2 separate regions of the Mus musculus genome follow, and region 1 is linked to region 2. Evidence: chromatin contacts called from public HiChIP or PLAC-seq data. All regions are on one chromosome and are shown on one strand. The core of a region is the stretch at or near the end of the contact, and the rest is flanking DNA. Distances in the headings are between cores, read along the strand shown. Region 1 has its middle 33 kb from the start of Gm32334. Region 2 overlaps Ppp2r5a (protein phosphatase 2, regulatory subunit B', alpha).

What was found. HiChIP or PLAC-seq counts read pairs in DNA pulled down with a chosen protein or histone mark.
Region 1: an H3K27ac HiChIP or PLAC-seq map of T-cell acute lymphoblastic leukemia shows a contact between it and region 2, with 2.8 times the contacts expected there. The contact joins two enhancer-like sites. A contact is called at or near these places in 1 of 15 datasets of contacts at CTCF or cohesin (large pre-B cells), 16 of 484 Hi-C or Micro-C datasets (CD4 T cells, bone marrow-derived macrophages, differentiating embryonic stem cells and 3 more), 7 of 115 datasets of contacts at active chromatin or transcription factors (the 230-238 cell line, the SCID.adh cell line, T-cell acute lymphoblastic leukemia and 3 more) and 3 of 9 other capture datasets (adipose tissue, liver and pancreatic islet).

What each region holds. Positions count from the first base shown.
Region 1 is chr1:191,518,201-191,523,091 of GRCm38.p6, reverse strand. No RefSeq gene overlaps it. Among named protein-coding and RNA genes, the nearest start is that of Gm32334, 33 kb to the right of the region's middle. Within about 2 kb of position 3,156, at least 38 of the 459 cell types and tissues checked have an H3K27ac peak or open chromatin away from gene starts, as enhancers often do. A contact at or near this core is called in T-cell acute lymphoblastic leukemia, where this site is marked.
Region 2 is chr1:191,362,795-191,367,533 of GRCm38.p6, reverse strand. The region is part of intron 3 of Ppp2r5a (protein phosphatase 2, regulatory subunit B', alpha); the gene reads left to right. Among named protein-coding and RNA genes, the nearest start is that of Ppp2r5a, 32 kb to the left of the region's middle. Within about 2 kb of position 2,828, at least 5 of the 459 cell types and tissues checked have an H3K27ac peak or open chromatin away from gene starts, as enhancers often do. A contact at or near this core is called in T-cell acute lymphoblastic leukemia, where this site is marked.

The sequences.
Region 1 (4,891 bases), core at 1,907-4,406, 160 kb before region 2:
GTGATATCATCACGTCGACCTCCATTTTACTTTCCCTTTCTCCCCCAGTCTCCTCTCTCTCTCTCTCTCTCTCTCTCTCTCTCTCTCTCTCTCTCTCTCTCTGCAACTTTAGCTCCGCCTCCTTTTCCCTATCCAATCACAGGCCTCCTCTGCACTAATGTAATTAATTGGACAGGGAAAATCCTGCAACAAAGCATCTTTCAGAACTTCCCATTACTAAGTGATGCCGGTAGAGGAGGCATCACTTAGTACTTTGCCTATGTGAGGTCCAACATTTGATAACCCTACTGTTAAATGATGCTGCGGAGTCCTCGCCCTGATTCCAGGGACTTATTAAACTGGAGCACCAAGGGTACAAAAAAAGGACATCCATTCAGGAGAAACTGGGACAGAGTGGACAGGGCTCTCAGATGGAGAAGCTGGACTGTGCAGGAAGCTCACTGTTTATTATATACAGGTGGACAGAGAGGCAGGGCTTTGCCTACTGCTGAACAAGGAGCTGAGACTATTATGTACAGATAGGTAGGAGGCAGGGTTTATGGTATATAGCTGAATCCAATCTTGGTAGGAGACATCTCTATAGGGGAGCAGCAGTCTTCAGGCCATAAACATCTTGTGGGGAGAAAGTTATGGTGGATATCTGCACAAACTGTCAACACACATATTTACTTAGGATTTGACTCATTCAGTGCTTTCTCCAGTCCCCACATGACATATGTGTACCTAGCCTTGCACATTTCATAGTAGGCATTGCTGATACCTAAATAATTATTTAGCTTTAAACTAACAGATTTTAGCCAGGCAGTGGTGATGCAGGCCTTTAATCTCAGTACTCAGGATGCAGATGCAGGTGGATCTCTGAGTTCAAGGCCAGCCTGATCTACAGTGAGTTCCAAGACAGCCAAGGGATACAAAGAGAAACCCTGTCTCAACAAGCCAAAACCAACCAACCAACCAAAACACAGGTTCTTACTTGATAATCCGGATTGTGATTTGCTTTTTCTTTCTTTTTACTTCTTTTTAACCATGACCAGCATCGTGACTCTGAAAAGTTTACAGAGCCTTTCCCCACTACCGTGAGACCAAACACACTTTGCCTTAAACTGGGACCCCTCCCTTTTCAGCCAAGAAACCGTGGCTTGCTCAGCACAGCCTGTATGCAACCCTGAGCTGTTGGCCTCCGAGTGACAAAGTGGCTATCTTCAGTTGCAACTGAGGCGCCATCTTGGAGTTAACAGCCTGCAAAAGTTGAGATATTCCTCAACAAACATCGTAAGCTATTGTCTCCCTAATAGGTTCGGTCTAAGCCCACAGGAGGCCCAATGCGCCACCCTTCCCAGTGACCTGCTTGAGGAATCTGGCTCTCAGTCCCCAAACCTTAGGCTCTGGGGCTTTAAAAGTCTTGGTTTCTGACAGGAAGATGCTGTCATCAGGGGGAGTATATTAATGCCAGGAAACTTCACACTGCAGCTGCTGTCTGCTCGATGGGCTAGTCTGCTCAACGTGCCAAGAGGCCAGGATTTAAGGAAAGGAATCACCACTCAGATGAGGTAATTAGCTGCAGTCATCAGTCGGTGGCAGGCTGGTGTCACTGTGGGGGCAACGGAAAATTCTTTGGCACTCAGGGCGCCCACTGAGGCATCTCAGACACTCCCCCTCCTCATTGGAAAGGACAGAAGCCCGATCTAAGGTGGCCATGGTGTCTCATAGCTTAGGGCCGAAAGTCTGTGCCATGCCATCACATGAGATACTTGAAACAGTAGAAATTTTAGTGAGGGAGGAGTGGACTTCGAACAGGTCTTGAAGAAGGAGACAATTACTGATGTGATCTCAAAACTAGATGTAGGAACAGAGACAGAAAGAAGAATGGCTGCTTCATCCCACTAGCTTCCTGGAAGTTTTCGAAGGGCAAAGCCCAGTCCCAGAAGCAGTTGGTTGTGAATGACACCTGGAATGGTCAGCGATTGTAGTGAAGAACTGTGGAAATCACTCAGACCCACACCCAGGGACTAAGACACCCAGGAGGCCGGCCGATGGGCCTCTCCCTGTACTGTTCGGTCAGCTGCAGGGAGCTTCCAGGTATTGAGGAGAGGCCCACGTCCACAGACTGCTCCACGGGAAGATAAAGTCCTAGCCACAGCCTCAATCTGAGATCTTGGGAGCACCTGTTAGGACTTGAATATGAAATGTGTCCCACACACTCACTGTTGAAGGATCGGTCCCCAGACAGTGGTGCTATTTTGGGAGGTTCTGGAAACTGTCAGAGGTGGAGCCTAGCTAGAGGAAGGGAAGGAGGCCCCAAGGACAAGTCGGGGAAGAGGAGAGGCTTATCTTTCCTCCAGACCTATCTGTCTCTCTGCTTCTTGGCTGCCGAGTTGGGATCCGCTCCGCTCCATCAGGCCTGCTTCACCATGAGCAAAATAAATTTCGCTTCTCCACAAATTGTTTTTAAGTTACGTATTCTGACAGAGTAGCACATTATCTTCAATGACCTTATTATCACCAAATTCTGGTGACCTCTTCAGACCTAAACCTCGAACAGTAAATACCAAGTCCACTCTTTTTATTATTGTGTCTCCAAGGCCTCTTCCTTCACACTGAATACAGCAGAAGAGAAGCCCCCAGACGAGAGGAGTGTGTTGGAGGGGTGATGTGATTGGACAGGAACAGATGGGAAGGGGCGGGTCCAGAACAGAAAGGGAGGCTACAGTGGGCCAGGTGAAAGATTACGGGGGATTTTGGCAATGCTAAGAAGTTGGAAATTGGTTCAGTCCCTGTCTGCCTCCCTCCTCCAGAAGGCAAGCTGTCTGAGGACAGGAACCTCGGCTTTTTAGTTATTGCGCTGTAATCTCCAGTTCCCGTAACAGCTCTTGACCTCTAGTAGATACTTTATTTAAAAAGTAACAAACAGCCAGGCGTGGTGGCACATGCCTTTAATTCCAGCACTTGGGAGGCAGAGGCAGGTAGATTTCTGAGTTCGAGGCCAGCCTGGTCTACAAAGTGAGTTCCAGGACAGCCAGGGCTATAGAGAAACCCTGTCTTGAAAAACCAAACAAATTTTTGGGATTTTATCATTTAAGTGTTCACACCACCCCTCCCCCATTGAAGACAGCTACATCCTGCAATACATCAAAACAACCACAGAAATACTGTATGTGCTGTGACCGTTAATCTAACTGTCAATTCAGCAGGATCTAGAGCCACTTAGGGGGCTTGCATCTGGGCTTGTCTGTGAGGAGTTTCTAGACCTGGTTAATTGAGGTTGGAGCCTCAGATGTAGTGGAAGTACACATCAGTCTTTGTGCTGGGGGCCTGGACTGAGTAAGAGGAGAAACCTTGCTAAGCCTCAACTCCATGTCAACTTCTTGGTCATGGATACAATGTGACCAGCATGCTCACACTTCTGGAGCTGTGCCTTCCAAATGCCATGATGGATTGTCTTCTCAACCTGTGAGCCAGATCAGACCCTTCCTTGAGTTGCTTTTGTGGTGTTTGTTCGGTACCATCCTCCAAGTGAATTACCCATCATCTTCGTGAGTCTTCAAAGATCATCCTAGCATTGCTAACATTCCTTCATAGAACAAGGGAAAACCCTGGAACCTTCTTTAGTGTATCCAGCAACTCTCCCCAGCCAACTGTACCCAGTCCTGCCCTAACTGTACAGGCCTTGGGGTCTCAGGGAGGGGCTGAAGTGCATAGGCTGGGGAAGCCTAAGGAAAGGAAATTCATGGGGGTGAGGAGCCATCGTCCATGCTGGGGGCAGACCTTCCAGAGAGGTTAGTATGGAGTCACCCATGCTCTGTAAATGATTCTAATAAACGCATAGATTCCCAGAGTGAATTGTGGATTGTATGCAAAGGGAAGAATGTGAGCAGCCTTTGTTAGATGTTTTTGTCAAAGAAATAAGAAATGTAGCTGATACAGGCTGGAAAAGATACAGTGTAACCAGCCACAGTCGCCCACTGCAGACTCACTCTCCTCTCCAGGTGGCAGGTGGACACCCTGGGAGACAAAGACCTCCGTGGTGTGTGTGTGTGTGTGTGTGTGTGTGTGTGTGTGTGTGTGTGTGTGAGAGAGAGAGAGAGAGAGAGAGAGAGAGAGAGAGAGAGAGAGAGGAAGAGAGATCGATCATCACTTCAGTCCATCTAGCTTGCAACAAGACTCAAAACTGGAAGATGAAGGAAAACTGAGCTTGGAGTGACTGTGGCCTGATTCCAGAGCCCAGGCTGCCGTTAGGTACAGAAATGTAGAGCTCAGGGGCCTGCAGGAATATTTTAATTTCTTTTAGAATGAGAAAGGAATAAGAAGAGTATTGATGAATACATGACAAACCCAGGTTGGGTTCTGCTCATCTGTGTGGCCCCACAGCTATCGACTATCACTTTAGGGATGTTTTATGGTATAGAAAGCCATCCCTGAACAACCACAACTTGGTCCCACCTGGCACAGATCTCCTCTAAGGTGCCAGCTACTACTGTCAAGAGCCAGAGAAACAAGAGGTGGGGGAGTCATCTCACTTAGTTTTCTTTTTCTTTTTTTTATTAGATATTTTTCTTTACTTACATTTCAAATGTCTCACTTAGTTTTCTAAACTTGTGTTATAAGAGGGCAAAACTGGTTTGGTGATTTTGCCAAAGCCACAGAGAGCAAACAGCTACACTGAGATCTGAGCTGAGGATGTCTGAGATCTTCCATGGATTATTAGACCTTCCGAGGCCTAGTCATGCCTCGGGATCACAGGCTGGGTTATGCAGGGACACCTTCCCCAGATCTGCCTCTGCCTGCCACAGGCAGTCCTACCCAGAGCCACCCAGCTCCACCCTGTCCTCTGTAAACCCCCATCTAGCCCGTTCCCAGTACCAAGCCCACGTCCCACCCATCTCCTCCCTTA
Region 2 (4,739 bases), core at 1,579-4,078:
CTTTGAGAAAGACTTTTAGTTTTTGAAAATTTAAAAAGCAGAGACAGATTTTTCTATCAGGATATTTTTATATACTCATAGAAATTAACATAAGAAACTCAGCCAAGTAAACAATGTGTTTCCATTTTTCACTTGTATAATTTGAGGCTCCGTTTATATTCCTCTGAGAGAAAATGGTTAACATTTTAGGAGATGGTAATTGCTACCAAGATAGGACTTCTAGGGCCGGTGAGACTGGTCAGTAGATAAAAGCACATGATGTCAAGCCTACTGACCTCTGCTCAGTGCCATAACCCTCGTGATGAAGAAAGCCAGCTTCCACAAGTCGTCCTCTGAGCACTCCACATGTGCCTGCTCCTTCTCCCTCGCTCTCGCCAGATCTTACTCAAGACAAAATCAGATTGCAATTTATTTCATCTATGGTCTGTGTATGTCTAAAATTTTACACTCTTGAGTTACTAAAGTTTGGTATAGCATTTAAATTTGGTAGTGAAATGTTTGGGGGCGATCTGAAGCTACTTAGGGTTCCAGGATGATGATGTCATGTATTTAAGCAGGTTTTACGATGGAATATAAAGCTGCTCGAAGTGAGATCACAGAACGTTACCACGCTGGAAAAAGGTGCTCAGTGGAAGGTTCCTGTTGTGCCTCTGTACACCTTAGAGATCTGTTTAGGACATTTTTAGTTGTGAGTCGGTACTATTATAATGATCTTTGCTGACCTCTGTGTGTGGCAGGGGAGGCTTGCAGTGTTGCCCAGGCTAGATTTGAACTCTGGGGCTTAGGTGAGCTCTTGTCTCAGCTTCCTCAGTAGCTGGGGATACAAATGTTTGCTGCCCTGTCCAGCATATGTTTTGTTGTTTCACTTTGAGATTGTATTTTAATTATAACGTGTCTTCCTTCCAGACCCTCCCATATACTACCTTTCCCCACTGTCCTTCAAACTGATGGCTTTTTCATCAGTTGTTATTAAGTACGTATGTTACTTGTATGCATGTTTTCAGGGCTGACGGTTTAGCACTGTATAGTTGGTGTGCTTGTCCCTGGGGAGGGACACCCCATTTCCCACTCCCAGCTTCATGCTCGTAGTTCTGTGTGGTGTCGAGGCCTTACAGGCTTTTCTCTGTCCAGTTTGCCATGGCTGTGTCTAAGTTTTGTTCAGTGGATGGAAGAGCAGAGAGAAGACATCCAGGCTGGACATATTTAAACTGCTCAGTATTTTGCAGAATCTCTGTCTTGCTTTCTCAGATGTTTAGAGAGAGAGATTCATAGAGAATTGGGCTTCTATTGCTGCTCATTGTGCCCAGGCAGTGTTCTAAACATGTAGTATAAACTATGTGGTATAATATATAGATGCTCTCCTTTATGAATTCTTTCATGGAACAAATTGTTTAAAATTCCTTCACATCACTTTCCTATTAACAGACTTTGGAAAGCACGTGGTCACTGTATTCCTTGGAAAGGGCCTTTTGTATACCTATACTCATTAAAACTGCCACTCAGTCTTGTCTTCTCTGGGTCAGATGGCTCCAGTTTCGCTAGCTTATATAGGTTTATTTTGAGATTCTTTAGTGTCCGTCCTGTTTTCTGGTGGCCCTGTATTGGATTACCTTAGGAAAGGCATTTTCAGAACTGAGTAGCACAATGGAGGCTGCGTGTGGTGTATGTGCTTGGTAGAGTACATGCCGTGGTAGACTACATGCCCTAGATCCGTTGTTAGAGTTGTACCCTGTATGAGGTACCCTACACCCCAGCATCAGGAAGGTGACACAGAGCCTCCAAAGTTCACACTCATTATCAGTTATATTTTAATTTTGTGTTCAAGACCAGCCTGGGCTACATGAGACACTGTTTCAAAAGACTGAGTAGTGCAGCTTCTATGTATCTCTTGTCTTTGGGGTGTAGGGTGCGCTCTGTTGTATACAATTGGCAAGCCAAACTTGTAACAGCACATGTAAAGTCTGCCATTGCATTAATGCTGAAGCTGTTGGTGTGTGTTCTAAGATTTTTGTTTTTGTTCTAAGATTCTTAAAGGCAAATTATAATTCTTCATATGGATATAGAGAAACTTCAGTAAATGCTCAGAAACAGTCTTATAAACTGTGATTTTTTGTTTGTTTTGTTTTGTTTTTCGAGACGGTTTCTCTGTGTAGCCCTAGCTGTCCTGGAACTCACTCTGTAGACCAGGCTGGCCTCGAACTCAGAACCCACCTGCCTCTGCCTCCCAAGTGCTGAGATCAAAGGCGTGAGCCACCACTGCCTGGCAAAACTGTGATTTCATATAGCTATTAAATACTCAAGCCTCCATTGTGTGTTTCTGACATTGGGAGTAAAAAAAAGTACCACAAAGCAACCCCGCTAAGACTCTAATGCCTGCATGTTTTACGGTTCATGCCCAGAAATGAACATTCTTAGTCAGATGTGATAGGTTCAGGAAGAAATAATGTAGGAAGAGGGAGTGGAGTGGCTCTGGGAACGAGCTTCATTCCTAGGAGATGGTCTGTCTCACTGTGATGAAGACTCTCAGCTCTGTGGGTTTCTTCCGTCTGTTTATAATACTCAGGCAGCATGTGTTAAATAAGTAGCCTTTGACCTCTCCTCAGTGCTGCTGAGTTGGCTCCTGACCGCAGGTATTTGCATCTAGACTAGTCATTTCATGTGCATTGTTGTTGGGGAAATTATGTAGATGAAAATTATTTTAAAAATTAGGCATCTGAAGAGATGGCTCAGCAGTTAAGAGTTGACACTGACAGCTTTTACAGAGGACCCAGGTGTGAGTCCCAGCAACCAGCATCACAGCTCCAGTTCCAAGGAGATATGACTCCCTCTTCTGGCCTCCTTAGGTATTACATGTACATGGTGCACAGACAGGTGCAGGCAAAACACCCACACCCACACGTAAAATAATACAATTTTAAAAAATAAACCGCTGGGCAGTGGTGGCACACGCCGTTAATCCCAGCTCTTGGGAGGCAGAGGCAGGTGGAATTCTGAGTTCAGGGCCAGCCTGGTCTACAGAGTGAGTTCCAGGGCAGACAGGGCTACACAGAGAGTCTCGAAAAAACAAACAAACAAATAAACAAACAAACAAACAAACCGTGTACAGCTTATGAACAGCATAGCACTCATCCACATACTGCTTTAGGGATCTGGGGCTTGTGCTTGATGTCATGTAAGTCTCCCAAGGGGTTCGCTGGTTCTCTGAAAAGTTATGTGATAGAAGGCCTTAGTTGTGCTATCAGCACAGCTACAGTTTAACTCTACAGAGCACTCCAGGCTCACGCTGGGGCCTGTTTGTGCCCCAAAGCAAAATTATTTTTATTATGTTCTTAATGCACAATTAACATTAAAAATTTTGTATCTCTCAATCAAACTTTGTTCCCTGTGCCCAGGTGGGTAAGGTACATTTAAACTTTGTAGCCCTAGTTGGCCTGGAACTCACTATGTAGATCAGGCTTTGAACTCACAGAGCTCCACCTGCCTTTGCCTCCAAAGTGCTGGGATTACAAGTGGACCACCATACCTGCTTAGATTTAAAAAAAAAAAGAAAGTATTTTTGTATGTGTGCGCAGGTGCCCACAAAGACCAGAAAAGGGCATCAGAGTTCCTGAAACCGGAGTTAACAGGCCCTTGTGAGTTGCCTACTGTGGGCGTTGGAGACTGAGCTTTGGTGCTTCTAGCTGCTGAGCTGCCCCTACACATCCATACCTTGTCCGGCTTTTCATACAGGTGCTAAGGATCCAGATTCCAGTCCTCACACTTGTGAGGCAAGAGATTCACCCATTGAGCTATCTCCCTAGACCCCCAGATGTTTAAGTGACCTTGTACTTTGGGATCTAACTCTCTTGTATTTTTAGGATGCTTAATTGATATGTTTGCTTATAAATTAAGTTGTACCTTGAGGCCAGTTTCTTACTTTTCATAGCTATTAGGTTGTTTGTTTTTTTTCCCCCAAGTGTTTCTGTGTATAACCCCACTGGCTGTGCTGGAACTCATTCTGCAGACCAGGCTGGCCTTGAACCTTTAGAGTTCTGCATTCTGAATGCTGGGATTAAAGGTGTGCACCACCACGGCCTGACTACAATTTTAAAAGACTAGCCATGCTTTCTCCTTGATTATTTTAGTTCTGACTTGCCGTGATAAGGTGCACTGTGCTGTCACACAGGCTGCGTGGGACTTCTTGGTACAAGACTCACCCATGTATCTGGTTTGTTTGTTGTGGTGTACAGTTCCTTCTCAGGCCTGTGCTTCTACAGTGTTGTTTGTTACTCTCCAGGTGTACTGCTTTCCATTTCAATTTTCATGTTCTGCTTTTATGTGTGTGTGTGTGTGTATACACATGTGTAGGTCAGACAGACAACCCATGGAAGTCTTTTTTTTTTTTTTTTTTTTTTTTTTTTTTTTTTTTTTTTACTTTCCACTAAGTTGGGTCCTGGGAATTGTACTCAGGTCAGTGGTTAGCGGCAAGTTCTGTTACCTTCTTGAACCACCTTACTAGACCCTCTACCCTAGTTTAATAGGAAGACTTGATTTTTATAACTGGTATGACCACACTGCCCGCTCTTATTCTGAGCCTGTGCTTAAGGGACTCTAGGGGATGGGGGGACATTAACTTGATACCTTGGGAACTTCAATTGGTTCTAGCACTCATAAATTACGATCATTCAATGAGTGGTGCAGAAATACAACCCTCACCGACTGTGGCTCAGGAGACTGCTTAGTGATGAACGCCATGACCA